Linked DNA regions of Mus musculus: all the other regions are linked to region 1. A link is a contact called in public ChIA-PET and promoter capture Hi-C data. All regions are on one chromosome and are shown on one strand. Each heading gives the region's core, a stretch centred on a gene start, on an enhancer-like site or on the middle of the called end of the contact. The rest is flanking DNA. Distances are from core to core; before and after follow the strand shown. Region 1 holds the start of Orc4 (origin recognition complex, subunit 4). Region 2 has its middle 65 kb from the start of Gm25215. Region 3 has its middle 19 kb from the start of Gm25215.

Region 1 (4,621 bases), core at 1,885-4,384:
AATTATAACCTTGAATTCTTTGAATTAACAATGAAAGTGAAGGTTTAATTAGAGGAGGTAAGTACTAACACTTCCTTCTATGTTTTATAAAGACAATGATATGCTGATCTGACAATCCAGAAGGACTCTAAAGCATGACCAAGAATTCCACCTGGCCCCCATCAGAGTAAAAAAGCAGACAAAGTATTAAAAAAAAAAAAAAAAAAAAAAAAGATTCTCTTTAAATGCAACAGGAATTAGATTTAGAGCAAATTTCTGCAAATTAATAAGAGAAGCTAAAAAAACAATTAGAATGTTATCTTCAAAGTGTTGAAAACTATCCACAAAGCTGTAAGAAACCATAATTCCTTAGAACTGAAAGCAAAACAAGAGCTTTGAAGCAAAGAAACAAGAGAACTGGTTAAATGCATTAAGGAACTTCTGCAGACTATCCTAAGAAAAAGGAAAAGGATGCCAAAAAGACAGTTAGAAATGCAAGACATTAATCAGAAGAAAGTGGCCAAGATATAGAAACATCTATGTCAATATTTATTGTTAATATTGCTGTCCAACATAAATGTAAATCCTAATTTAACATTTTCTAGTATATTTAATAAAGCAAAAAAGGTGAAAGTAGTTAAAATTTTAACAAGCAAATATAATGAGAAGCTGAGGTGTTTTACACACTTTTCAAATATAAAATGAAACAACAAAACACTAAAAAAAATTCCTACTGTAAGTCAAACTACCTATAACAATACATTTCAAGTGCTCAAAAGCCACATGGGGCTGGTGGCCAAGTTGAAACCCTATGTCCTGGAGTTAAAGCTAAATAGAAAGTTCAAGAAACAATAACAAGATATAAATTAAAAAAGTAACACTAGGCCGGGTGGTGGTGGCAGCGGCGGTGCACGCCTTTAATCCCAGCACTTGGAGGCAGAGGCAGGCGGATTTCTGAGTTCGAGGCCAGCCTGGTCTACAAAGTGAGTTCCAGGACAGCCAGGGCTACACAGAGAAACCCTGTCTTGAAAAAACAATAAAAAAAAAAAAAAAAGAAAAAAAAAGAAAAGAATGTAATATTACAAGAACAGATTATCTATCTGCCGCAATGCTACAAATCCTTATGGAAAACAGCAAAATAGAAAAAGAAACTATACAAAAGACTTTAAAAGGATGATTTAAAAGACAATTTCTGAATGAATAAATCCAAACAGCCAAGTTTCTGAAAACAGTCAATATCACCAGTACAGAACTTTACTCAACACAGAGCAAATTATAAAACTACCCTCATTAGATTGACAAAATTAAAAGCTAGTTGTTGGTGAGAAGGTACAAGTAAGGCTCGCTCACACCTGAGGCCGGGGGATGAGACAGCATGCCAGTCTAAATGTTTGGTGAAACTGAAGACAGCCACATACAACTCATAAAAATACATAGCTATATTCACATAAAATTATGTAGTATTCAGATCATTATTATGTAGCTATGTAGATCATTTAGTAGTAAAGAAATGAATACAAGTCAAAGTCCATTAAGACTAATGGTGGCTTAGTTATAAAAACAGTGCCTTTACCTTAGAAACTCTTACACCACAACAAAAAAATATATAAATTACAGCAAAATGTATTAACAGGGTCAAATCTCAGCCAGGTAAATAAAGGGTCCGACTTAATAGGGTGTGTGAACTACCTACCTACAAGCAGATAAAAAGAGGCCAATTGAGAATTTGTTTAGAAGCGCTGACATACATTTTTACTAAAAGAAAAGCAGTGAATCACAAGAATCAAGATAATAGTAAGGTGGCACCAGAGGAAGAGAGGCCTGGAAGCAATTAGTGGGCCTGTTCCTGCCAGCTGCTACCCATGTTTTGGTTCTTGATTCATAGTGGTTACAGGTTATGTATGCTACAGTCGTTCTCTACATCTGTGTTTTGTGCAGTTTCCCACACACTTAGGCCATTACACAAAACAGGATTTAAAAGTTTTACCTAGGTCATAATAGTTTTCTATAAGAAGATTGAGACTTGGTTTTCTAATAAAAATTTTAGGGCACTGGAGTTTTGTTTTGAACCCATCTGACATAATTACCTCCCTAGGACGAAGGAAAAAAAAAAAAAAGCACCGTGCAATGGATACATTAAATAGCGTACTGTATAGACTTGCACCAAGAACAATTCGGGAAAATGTGTAACTTTTAACAGACTGAATCCTACTGAGCAGAACTAAAATAGTTAAGACTAAGTAAGAGTAAGTGCGAAGATCTCCGATTTTGAATTTTTTTTAATGTAACTTGGATTATTAAAGACGAGGTAATAGTCCTCCGATGTATCTTGACAAAAACCAGCTAAAAGACTAACGAAGAAAGTTAAAATGAAAAAGAAGCCGTTATTTCACTATAAAAAAAAGAAACACCCAGACAAAAAGCTTTCTCTTTAGCTCCACAAGAAAAGAATATTTCAAGGCTTTTCTTTTTTAGTGACAAAACTCTGTATGAAAGACCAAACAATCCCAAGCATCCTCAAACGGGCAGTCTTTTGTGTTTGCAGCATTAAGGCAGAGAGCATGCAGGGAGCCCTCACTCAGACCTTTCCTGCCCGTTCCTTGCCTACATGCCTACAGCTTCTCCAAAATCCCAAAGAAAACAGAAAAGTCAGGAAGGCAGGATGTGTATGAGCAAGGCTACCGCAGAAGCTGATCAAAAGGCACACATCTGGTTAGGTTTTTCCAAATATGTCGCACGCTCTAAAGCAGGTAGTGCTTCTCTCTCTGCAGAGAACCTGACCTCTCAACACTGCCCAATCATGTTCCTCACCCAAAAGCCTTCTGTAGCCCGTCTCTGCTGAGCTCTGTGCCCGCTTCGTCCACAGCAGCTCCCGGAAGCCGAGAGCCAGGGGCAGGCCTCCTGCTTTAGGCCTACCCGGCCTGCACGAGCCTCCCACTCCCCTCAGATTGTCCACCCGCCCGTAGCCACTGCGGCCCTCACCTTGCCTACGAGACCGGCCTTACCTCTCCCAGTCAAGCCTGCCTAAATCGGGCAAAGCCGGCCGCCGCCGACGGTGAGGACCGAAGGATGTTCACCACCTTCTCAGTCCCGCTGCTCCTACTGCAGCCCACCGCGCACAGCAACTCCCAGCATGCACGGCGACCGGCCGGCTTTGGCGGCCCCGCCCCCGCTCCGCCCCACCACGTGACCTGCTTTCAGGTCGGTCCCCGCCTACTTCCGTCCCTCCGCTCTCCCAGAGGAGGGAGGAGGCAGCTGGGGCTGCTCTAGAGTAGCAACTTCCTCCCTCTTCCCGCCCCCGCCCGGCTACCCCCTGCTTACAATGGCTTCCGGGTCGCCAGCGCCTTGGAGCCTTCTGGGAAAACCATCTCATTTCCTCCCCTCCCCCTCCTCCTTGCCTTCCACCAACCAGCCTCCCGTCAGAACGGGACATGCGCAGTGAGTGCCTCCCGTCTCGTCTCCCCGAGCCCCCCCTCCCCCCCAAGCAGAGAGACCCCAGCAGCAGCAGCAGCTGATGATGAAGAGAGAGGCAGTGGCAGAGGGGGGGCACCTTTTATTTCTATTTTTAAAGGGACAGGACACTAATTTTACCCCACTTCAACCTTGAATTGAGGGGGGTGGGGGGAAGGCGGCCGAGTTCCTCCCCCACCCTCCAGCTCTGAGCCCCGAGTGGGGGAATTGAGCCTGAGAGAGGAGAGGAGTTTCTTCTTCTTAGAAAAACCCCCATCCACGACTCCTACCCGCTCAGCCCTCCACACGCCTGCTTCCAGAGCCCCCTCCACCCTCCTTCTCTGTGGCCGGGAGAGAAGGAGAGAAAGAGACCAAAAGCCTCTTAGCAACACAGACCCTTGGCTGCTGCTGCTGCTACTGCTGCTGCTGCTGCTGCTGTTGCTGTTGCTGCTGCTTGGCCCTGGCTGAAGACATCTCCCTACACCGGGAGCAGCCACTTCCCCAGCTCTCCTCCTCCTCCTTCGCCTCCTCCTCCTCCACTCCCCCCCTTTATTACCCTTTGTGTCATCCTCCACAGCTCCAGGGAAGGCACTCAAAAGTGGGGGGCAGGAAAGGTAAGTGTGTCTGTGGGGGCTCCATTGCCTTCCTCTGGCTCTGACTTTCACTCCGGGGCAGCAGTAGCACCAAACCTCATACGCAGTGGAGCTCCGGGGTGAGGAGGGGGTGGTGCTGGGGGGGGGGGGAGTGAAGGAGGGGCGGGAGTGAGGAGGGGTGTGTGAGGTGGGGTGTCCACCCTGTCAGGGAAGGAAGGACACTTTTATTTTTATTTGCTGTTGTCAAAAGTGCTTTCTCCAGCTAACATCTGATTGTGTCTTGCTTCACTGGGGGAGAATACAAAAACAACCCCCTCCTTCCTCCAATGAGGCGCCAGGGAAAGAGACAGAAAAGAGGCATACTTTCTGGATGTCACTTAAAAAATTACGTTTGGAGAGATTTTTTTTTCCTCTTTCCTCAGGAAAAGCTGCCTGCATTTGTTTCTGAGTGGGAAAATGTCGGGATCTGAATTGTGTTGGAACTGCTTTAACCAGTTGTAGACCTGAGTGTTTCTCTCTCTTTGCTTGTCTGTGGCTTGGATATTGACTTTAGTGTTGAAAGACTTGACTGGTTTTACGTTAGGTGTTTAGCTTCTCCA
Region 2 (4,858 bases), core at 1,918-4,417, 380 kb after region 1:
AATAGGTAAACTCTGGCGGAGTGTGGGTCTCTCCTCCCCCTCTTCCCCAGGGCCCCCTATTTAGTTCCCAACAATAAAGTATAAATTTTGAGGGATACCTGACTCCTCACTAGTCATTAAAGTCTAAAATTTTCCTTGTCCATGACCTTCATATTCCTTTGAAATCAAAGCAATTATAAGGAAGCCTAACAGTGGTAGCAAAGATGGAAGATGGGCTTTGGGTGTCCCAGAGCTACAGGCTGTCATCCAGGAGACAAAAATGGAGTACACACTACCTGTTACTTTACTTCACACCAAGGCCACTTAGGTGATGATATGAAAATCATATGTCATTCTTCAACTATGACATTCGTACACCTTTGGGATCAGAAACAGGACTCAAGAATATATGTCACAACAGATGTGACTACATGCCCTGGCCAGACTCTTGAGGTGGCTGTCACTGGGATTTCTTGGCAGTCAGACCATGCCTGAGGAGTTACATGGACTCACTCTAGTATGTTTGAAACTAGCTGCTAACTGAGACCCTGATTGGCACTGTTGGCCATAAGGCTTTCACGTGGTGTCTCTGTGGTGTGGGCTTCCTCTAGCATGGTGTCTGGGTTCTAAGGACAAGAGCTCTGAAGGGGAAAGCAGAAGATGGGGACAGTGTGCCTTGTCTGCCTCAGATCCAATGACACTGCTCCTGCTGACCTCTTGTGGTTAGAAGCAAGGCTCCACAACCAACCCATGATCCTGAAGAGAATTCAATTCCATCTCATGACAGAAACAAAACCCTTGAGACCCATTAAACATGTCCACAGAGGTATTTAACATAATAAGTGGTTATAAAACATCCTCATTGCTGACAAGCATTGCTAAGATGAAAATAATTACTAATATTGGCTAGTGAAATGGAACACAACTAGTTCTCCCGTTTTCTTTTACTCCAGGAATCTAAATAGTTTAGGAAATTAGTCCATGTCACCCAGGTAGAAAGTAGTAGATCAGAACCTGGAGAAACTGGAGTATAATCATTTACTAAGCCAAAACTCTAACATGTCTTTAGTCTATTTTACATATATAAGGAAAAGTATCTGAAGTTAGTACCTAGATACATAACATATCCAACCTTATACACAGAAAGTGTTTATATGACTCATAATACAGAACATTATCTCACTAAGCAGCTGTTAGGTAAAGGTTTCTGTAAAGGAGTTTGTCTACGAAGAAAGACTGACCAGGTTGTGAGATGCTAAAACTTAGGTTTAGAATACCACCCCACCTTCTGCGCTGCCCCTACCCACCCACTGCCAGAGGCCTGTGCATTAGCATATTGGTCTCCAGGGTGATGTTATTTGGACTTGGAGATAGGACCTAGCTCCAAAAATCTTGGATCCATGGAGGTGTTCCTTCCAGTGGGATTTTGGGGACCCTCTTTGTTTCTCTCTATGAACATGAGATGAGTGACTTTGCTCTACCGCCCACTCCCCTGAGAAGTCCTGCCACACCACAGATCCACAAGCACTAGGGCACTTGACCATGGACTGAAACTTCCAAACAGTGAGCCAACATTTCACTGTATAAGGCCATTTGTTATAGCAGCAGAAAACTGACGACCACATAGGATGAAAGAGGGCCTCCACAGTCAGCTTGCAGGGAAGGAGGGAGTTTCACGGAACAAGAAGTTACTGACTGTAGGAAAGATGAAACAGGAGGTCGGTCCCTTTACCCTTCATACTCCCTTCACTTTCCATCGGGGGATCCAGAGGAGACTTTTCACGAGGAGACTTTAAAAGATTTGCTCCTGTGAAGAGATTTACAAGAAAGATATCCTTGTGCTGTTCATTATAAACTCTCCCTAAATTTCTTGAAGTCTAAAGGTGAAATTGGGGTGGGGGAATTACCATGGATTTGCTGTAATTGAATTTCTTGTTCTAGCTGGTTTCGAGGCTGAGTTTTATACCAAGAATGGCTTCGAATCAGTTCTTAATGATAGGGAACTGACTTGTGAGTTCTTAACTCATGCATGGTAACAAGTAGTTCATGCTTTCAACAAAGTGACCAAAGCCTCTTCATCCTTCCCAGTAATTGGTATTAGGACAACTCTACTCCAGGAAGATCATGTCTCTACCAAACATGTGTCCCTCAGTGTATATGCCTCCTACCACAGGCACACACAGGTGAGCTTCACTTAACTAAATCCAGCTTTGGTAGCCTCTTCACCTTCTTTTGCCCACTCTGGAACAGGAATCTAATAGGAAAGTGAGTCTCATTCAATCCATATATATATATATATATATATATATACATATATATATATATATATGTATATATATATATATATATATATGTATATATATATATATATATATATATATATATATATATATATGCATATCAGCCAGGCATGGTGGCTCACAACTTTAATCCCCAGAACTGGAGAAGCTAAGGAAGAAATGTGTACCAGCCTTGGATACAGAGACTCCATCTGCTAAACAAAATTTCTCAAATTAGTCTATGACACAAAGTCCAACCCTTGAAACTAAGCCAACACTAAGGTGAGAACCAGATAGATCATTCTCTCTGTGCTTGACAAAGAGCTTTGTGATCTCTGGCTCTGGTCCCTGAGGGCAGTGGGAGTTACCTGTTTCATTGAAGGCACAGACCTGGGCCAATCTAGATCATCATCTGAGCTTCCTGTTCTTGACCCAGGACACATGCTACCACTTGCTACAGGTGCCTAGTAGAGAGTATCATCTTTCAGAGGGGAAAATAGCCACCAAACACTAAGTGTTGGTTATTTTCTATAACATGCTTTGATTTCCTCTATCAAACTCAGGAAATTCTGGCTTCACATTGTGGCTTTGTAGCTTCCTGTCTCTCCAACTATCGAATTCTAAAGGTAGTTGTGTTTTCCCTTCAGATAACCATCCACAGTACCAAAGAGGACAGACTTCTGACCCCTTCTCATACTGAATTCTAAGTAGGGACATAACCTCAATTGGATCCCTCACTGTGTGGAAATACACATCCTACGATTCTGCCTTTGTCGGTAATCACTTAAACAGTCCTTTCTGGTCACTTTGAAGATGTTGTTTCTGTCTCGTAGAAGCTTACAGTCTAAGATACCTACGAATCCGCTGAAGTCCAGAAGTCGGAAATCTGAGGCATATAGCAGGGGAACCTCAGGCTGGTTAGCAGTCAGCACAGGAAACAGCAGAACCATTACACAGGATGTCTCACTGGGTCAAGGAGCTCAAGTAAAGGACTGAGGTCTCTGTGGACAATTTCCAGAAGATAAATAGGAGTGCATGGAAATAGTTCCCGGAGAGTGGCTAGAGGGGCAGTCAGGTGCTAAGAGGGCTGTAAGAGGAAGAGAGAAAGAAAGGCCATTTTAAAAGGTCATTTGTTCTAAGATGTTTGGGAAAGGCAGAGATATGAAGTGGTAGCGCGTAGTGATGACGTAAGCACAGGTGCACACGGTGCCTCTTTGTGCTCCTTTCTGGCTTTCACCCTTCCTTGTCCAACGACTGAGTACACGAGAAAATGGTTCTTTCCCAGATTTGGATGACTGAGCCAAGGCGGGGCCTGATTAGAGAAAGACCTAACCAGGTTCCCTTGACCAATCAGAAAGACCTAACCAGGTTCCCTTGACCAATCAGAAAAGCCTAACTAGGTTTCCTTGACCAATCAGAAAGACCTAACCAGGTTCCCTTGACCAATCAGAAAGACCTAACTAGGTTTCCTTGACCAATGAGACAAAATGATGAGTAGGGAGCATTTAAGTTCCTTTAGGAACTGTTTGCCAAATGCCACCAAAAAAGATTCATTATGGGTCTTTGTATTTAAAAAAAAAAAAAAATCAAGTTGGTGAGAATGAAGTGGCTATCACTGGGTGATGTCCATGCCTAGGCTACAAGGACTATGGAAGCAGCTGGAAGAGAGAGAACATTTAGACAGCTGGAATCTAGACCTAGCAAACAGGTGCCTGTAATCTCAGTATTAGAAAGGCTGTCAGGATTAGGAAGATGGCGATTTCCAGGCCAGCTCAAATATGTCTAGGAGGGAACCCTGTTGCAGAAGAGAAATAGATGCAATGACAGAAGCCAGGGACCCTGAATAAGAGGTGACAGTAGCCCTCAGTATCTTTCAAAGGCTGGACTCTACATTTAAAAATGATTCTTTTATTTCTCATGATAATTCTTTGAGATGAGAACTATGGGGCCTCCTTAGAGATTGCATCAGTGAGGAAACCAAAATCAAGTTAGTTCAATGTGAAAAGCTGGTTCTTCAGTCTTCAGCCACTAGATAATTCTAACAAGAGAGAGGTGACCCCTGAAGCCACCTGGCATAGGAACACAGAAGGAGCTGTGTGACAGGTGGAACTTCACCCAGAGAATCCTCTCCTGAGGACGTTAAGGGGAGACTGCAGAGTGTTTGTCCCCTCCAAAAATCTATTTCCAGTAGGAAATAGGACCTTTTGAGAGGGTGATTAAGGTCCATCGAAATCTAATAGGACTGCTGTCCTTGTAGAAAAAGGAGAGAAACTAGGAAATGCGTACATCAGTGGTAAGACACTGTAAGAGCCATGTGCAAGCCAAGGAGAGCCCACTGATCCTTGCTCTTGTACGTCCAGCATCTAGAACTGAAAAATATTTGTCTATTGCTTAAGCCACACAGTCTGGGACATCTTGCCATCTTGCAGGCAGCCTATCTGACTAACAAGGAGACAGGCACCTGGCAGGCTAAAGGAGGTTGGTACCAAAATCAAAACGGACCCAGGTCCTCAAGATTTTATCCCTTCTCTCTCCTGGGTTTGGGGGGCTGTTCAGTGTCAGAGGGGTATCTGTCAGAGGCAGGTTCTACCAAGGCCGCA
Region 3 (4,461 bases), core at 765-3,264, 470 kb after region 1:
GAATGACATTTCCAATATGAAAACCTTTAAGAGCTCTGTGCAAACCATAGCAATTTCCTTTTGTGGTTAGGCTTGGAAGTTACATCTCATCTCTGAGGTTTTATTTCATGTGTGAAGGCAAACACAAAAGTCAGACCAGGTTTGAAAAGAAGGAACATAGGTTCCATCCTCTCTCTCTCTCTCTTTCTCTCTCTCTCTCTCTCTCTCTCTCTCTCTCTCTCTCTCTCTCTCTCTCTCTCCCTCTTACATTTTTAAAATAGAGTCTCACTATGGATGCCCTGGAATTCATTATGTAGACTAGGCTGTCCCTGAACTCACAGAGCTCCTCCTGGCTCTGTATATGGAGTGCTGGGATTAAAGGCCTGCATTGCCACGCTTGTCTAGACACCTTCTCTTGATGAGGGGCAGAGGAGAGGGTCTGAAAGAGAGTGTGGGATGGGAAACTTTATAATGGTCAACTTAGAAATTATAATTAGTCACACAGAGGGCCCAACGGTCTAGCAATGATGGGATGTTATCACACCAAGTTTGGCTTGATGCCCAGGAAGAAGAAACTGAACAGCTGAAGGAGCCAAGTAATAAGAGATGGAATCTAGAGAGATAAGGCCACTGAAAGATCACAGTATCAAGGGCAGAAGAGGTGAGGTAGGAAATGCTCACTCTCTGTGTTCTCTCATGTCTGATCTTACGTTGCTGTCTTTCAACAAGAAACTTGAGGGTGAGATGGTCATGATGGAACACACTTATTATTACAGCATTGGGAAGGCAGAGACAGGAGACGAGGCCAGTCTTGGCAATGCTGTCAGACCTTACCTACACACACACACTCACACACACTCACACATGTACTCACACACTCATACACACACACACACTCACACACAGTCACACACACACTCACATACACACACATGCACTCACACACTTACATACACACACACATGCACTCACACACACACTCTCACACACACATGCACACACACTCGTATGCACACACACTCGAATGCACACACACTCGCATGCACACACGCACTCACACACACACACTCACACACACAGACTGAAGATGTAGTTCAGTAATGAAGTGCTGCTCTAGCATGCAATAGCACAAAGCCCTGTGCTCCATATCCACACAATATCAAAGAAGGAGAGAGACAGAGAGACAAAGAGTGAGAGACACACAGAGAGGTAGAGATGCTGAGAGACAAAGAGACAGAGACAAAGGGGGGAGGGAGAGCTGAATGGGAAGACATGGCAGGACTAGGAAGGCGGTGTGCAAATTTGAAGACTAACCTATATAGCAAAACCCTGGAAAGAGAGGAAGAAAAGAAACGTTGAGAGAGAGAGAGAGAGAGAGAGAGAGAGAGAGAGAGAGAGAAGAAAAGCTAACAATTTTTAAATTTATAAATTATTTATTTATGGCACTTGCCACTTAATAATTTCCAGGCTGACATTAACCATGAGTAACGGAAACCACAGAAGGCAGACCACAGGATAGAGGGGCTACTGAACAGGAGAGGATGAGCCAGGCTATAAAACTCTCCTTAGAAGACAGGATGAGGAAGCAGTAAATGAGGCCAAGCAAAGCCGAATCTGGGGCTGAAGCCGAGGAGCACTGAGAGAAATTACAAGGTGCCACTGGGTCTATGCATGAGCAGAAAGGCCAAAGGAAACAGAAACTACGAGATGAGGAAGCAAACACTAAAAAAAAAAAAAAGGCAGAAATAACAAGATGAGGAAGAACAGCTTAGTGTTGACGGTAGGAACTGGACGAATGTGACAGTTCCTCTCTCCCTCGCCTGACTCCACCGCGGTTCTCATGCCCTTGGTGGCTAGGATGTGTGGTTCTTCTTGGGTCCCTTGATCCTTTATAGACCACTCCAGAGGCAAAAGAACCACTGCTCTCAATGCTTGTTGCAGTGATCCGAATGGGTCTTTGTCAGTTAAATGACTCAGCCTCATTTTGAATGATCTTGTTGCAGCAGCTCTACCTACCTCTGAAGCATGGTTGCTTCCGTCTTTGTGCCTGCTTCCTGGATGTGCAGGAAGTGAGGTGGTGGTGCACATCTTCCTTTACATATTGCTTATATGGCTTGCTAAATTCCACACCTCGAATAAGCCATGACCCTAGAGGGACCCTGCCATACTCTTTCTAACTTTTTCACCTGGCAAATGAACATGGAAACAGGATGGCTCTGCTGCGTCTTAGAAATCTCAGAGTTTGCTGATCCCAAATAATAACAATACCGTAGAGTACTGTGGGCAAGAACACCGTTCCTTTCTGAAGTTGACTTTGTCGTGATGAACACTTGTTAGGGACCAGCTCACTCCCTAAAAATTGTTTCTGAACCTGCTTAAATCTTTCCAGCAGACAGAGAGAATATGTATATTTAAAAAATGTATCTGATGTCAAGTGCCATTCTCATTCCCTTTGAATAGTAAGAAAAAAGTATTTTTGAGCAGTTCAGATATTTAGCTCTGAAAATTAGCCAGTAAGGAGCTACTTGTATAATGTTCAGCATATTTATTTATTTATTTATTTTACAGACTCTCTTTTGAAATAAATCAGACAGAGGTTCCTTTCAGTTCCAGTGGGAGTTTTCAGCAAAAGGAGAAAGGAAGACTTCATACTCTCTAAACGGCATCAGAAGCCATTCATAGACTTCCTCGAGGTCTCTGCCTCTTCCCAGTGCCAGGACCCTGAATGACTTCTCACTATTGCCATTGTCCCTCTTAGGCACCAGCCTGGCAGCTGAGCCTCTGAAGATTCTAGCCTTTGGAGTATGGGAAGACGTTAGCATCAGACAAGTTCAAAGGCTCCATAGAGAAGTGAACTGCTCATGAGGAGATGAGGGCACAGGGCTGTCTGCACACACTCCTGAGCCCTGTTTCCTGTGTCCCATGCCTAGTTTTCCTGCATGAAGTCTGGAAAAATCTGTCACGGGAGCAGACAGAGAAGCAGGCTTCTCTTTGCAAAGTGTAGTAGGTTGTTTTCACAGCATCCACGATCATTTCCATCACTCCTTAGTGTCTTCATCATGTTTGCAGCCATGAATGAATTTCCCAAATACCATTTCTGGTAAGATTTCTGAGTGACTCAGGATGAAATAACTCATGAAAAACCCTAAAAGGGTCCCTGGGATGTTGTGCCTAGAGAACTTGAAAGGGAGGTTCACCTATGCTTGCCGCCTCTACTACGGTAGCTGAACAAATCCCCGTTCTGTATTTATCTTACCCCCTGTACTGACTGGTTTTATGTGTCAACTTGACCCAGGCTGGGGTTATCACAGAGAAAGGAGCTTCAGTTGAGGAAATGCCTCCATGAGATCCAGCTGTAAGACATTTTCTCAATTAGTGATCAAGGGGGAAAGGCCCCTTGTGGGTGGGACCATCTCTGGGCTGGCAGTCTTGGGTTCTATAAGAGAGCAGCCTGAGCAAGCCAAGGGAAGCAAGCCAGTAAGGAACATCCCTCCATGGCCTCTGCATCAGCTCCTGCTTCCTGACCTGCTTGAGTTCCAGTCCTGACTTCCTTATAATAAACAGCAGTATGGAAGTGTAAGCCAAATAAACCCTTTCCTCCCCAACTTGCTTCTTGGCCATGATGTTTGTGCAGGAATAGAAACCCTGACTAAGACACCCCCATAACACAGTCTTCCTTTAAACTGAGCTTTGTGCTTTTGAGATTTGGAAGCAGGATAGTCTCTCTAAGTAGGTATTGATTACAGGTCACTACCTGGGGAACTTAGAAAGGACAGCTGTATTTGCAATATATTCCCTCCATGGATTAAACTGAAAGCTTTGGGGGCTTCAAATAAAAGGCAGATACAACTGTGCTTTAAACTGCTTTTACTGGGGAAAGGCGGTTTCAGAGTTCAAGCTCAGTAATAAAGGCAGAGGGGAGGGATGTACAGTGATCAGCCTAAAGGATCTACCATGACCACAAAGCTTGGTGTTACATGAAATCCAATCTCTCAGGTGTTCCACATTAATTTAAAAAATTATTTTTTTAATTAAGAGATGTTGTCCCACTGAACAAAGTTACCTTGTCAAGACATTTGTGCACACACAATTTAGTTCCCCATAGTGTTAGGACATCAAACAAGAAGTTGAGCAGGGCACGACATACATGGAATCCCATCACTGGGAGGCTGACGAAGAAGTCTGAGTTCAAGGCCAACCTGTGCTACAAAGCAAAACCCTTCCTCAACTCAGATACAGGGGCAGGGGCCACTGAACTCAAAGGGGGAAAAAAAGCCCTTACATTTATTATGAGCATTGGTGGAATGCTTGTAAATCTTTGACTGTCAACTGAGAGAAGCCCTGTCTGTGGTTGCTGACATCTATGGTGTGAGAATTCCTACCATTGTACTTCCAAACTACCAATAGTTTGACAACTGGCTGACAGAATTCGTGAAAATGGAGCTATCTACTTTTGTGAGAGTGTGCTAACCATTTCCAGCT

The links. Promoter capture Hi-C pulls out the DNA fragments that hold promoters and counts their contacts. ChIA-PET counts read pairs in DNA pulled down with a chosen protein or histone mark.
Region 2: a contact with region 1 is called in an RNA polymerase II ChIA-PET map of memory CD8 T cells, with 14 read pairs. The contact joins the enhancer-like site here to the promoter of Orc4 in region 1. A contact is called at or near these places in 7 of 39 promoter capture datasets (the 3T3-L1 cell line, 3T3-L1-derived adipocytes, the C10 cell line and 4 more), 2 of 484 Hi-C or Micro-C datasets (bone marrow-derived macrophages and neural progenitor cells), 14 of 115 datasets of contacts at active chromatin or transcription factors (the SCID.adh cell line, embryonic basal ganglia, embryonic forebrain and 10 more) and 3 of 9 other capture datasets (adipose tissue, liver and pancreatic islet).
Region 3: a promoter capture Hi-C map of pre-B cells shows a contact between it and region 1. The contact joins the enhancer-like site here to the promoter of Orc4 in region 1. A contact is called at or near these places in 7 of 39 promoter capture datasets (the C10 cell line, the HPC-7 cell line, hematopoietic stem and progenitor cells and 3 more), 2 of 115 datasets of contacts at active chromatin or transcription factors (forebrain and pro-B cells) and 1 of 9 other capture datasets (macrophages).

What each region holds. Positions count from the first base shown.
Region 1 is chr2:48,946,133-48,950,753 of GRCm38.p6, forward strand. Orc4 (origin recognition complex, subunit 4) reads right to left here and starts at 3,135. Exons shown (of 14, transcript NM_011958.4): 1 at 2,985-3,135. Mbd5 (methyl-CpG binding domain protein 5) reads left to right here and starts at 3,376. Exons shown (of 17, transcript NM_029924.2): 1 at 3,376-3,417.
Region 2 is chr2:49,330,599-49,335,456 of GRCm38.p6, forward strand. No RefSeq gene overlaps it. Among named protein-coding and RNA genes, the nearest start is that of Gm25215, 65 kb to the right of the region's middle. Within about 2 kb of position 3,168, at least 7 of the 459 cell types and tissues checked have an H3K27ac peak or open chromatin away from gene starts, as enhancers often do. A contact at or near this core is called in memory CD8 T cells, where this site is marked.
Region 3 is chr2:49,415,512-49,419,972 of GRCm38.p6, forward strand. No RefSeq gene overlaps it. Among named protein-coding and RNA genes, the nearest start is that of Gm25215, 19 kb to the left of the region's middle. Within about 2 kb of position 2,015, at least 120 of the 459 cell types and tissues checked have an H3K27ac peak or open chromatin away from gene starts, as enhancers often do. A contact at or near this core is called in the HPC-7 cell line, hematopoietic stem and progenitor cells, macrophages and 2 more, where this site is marked.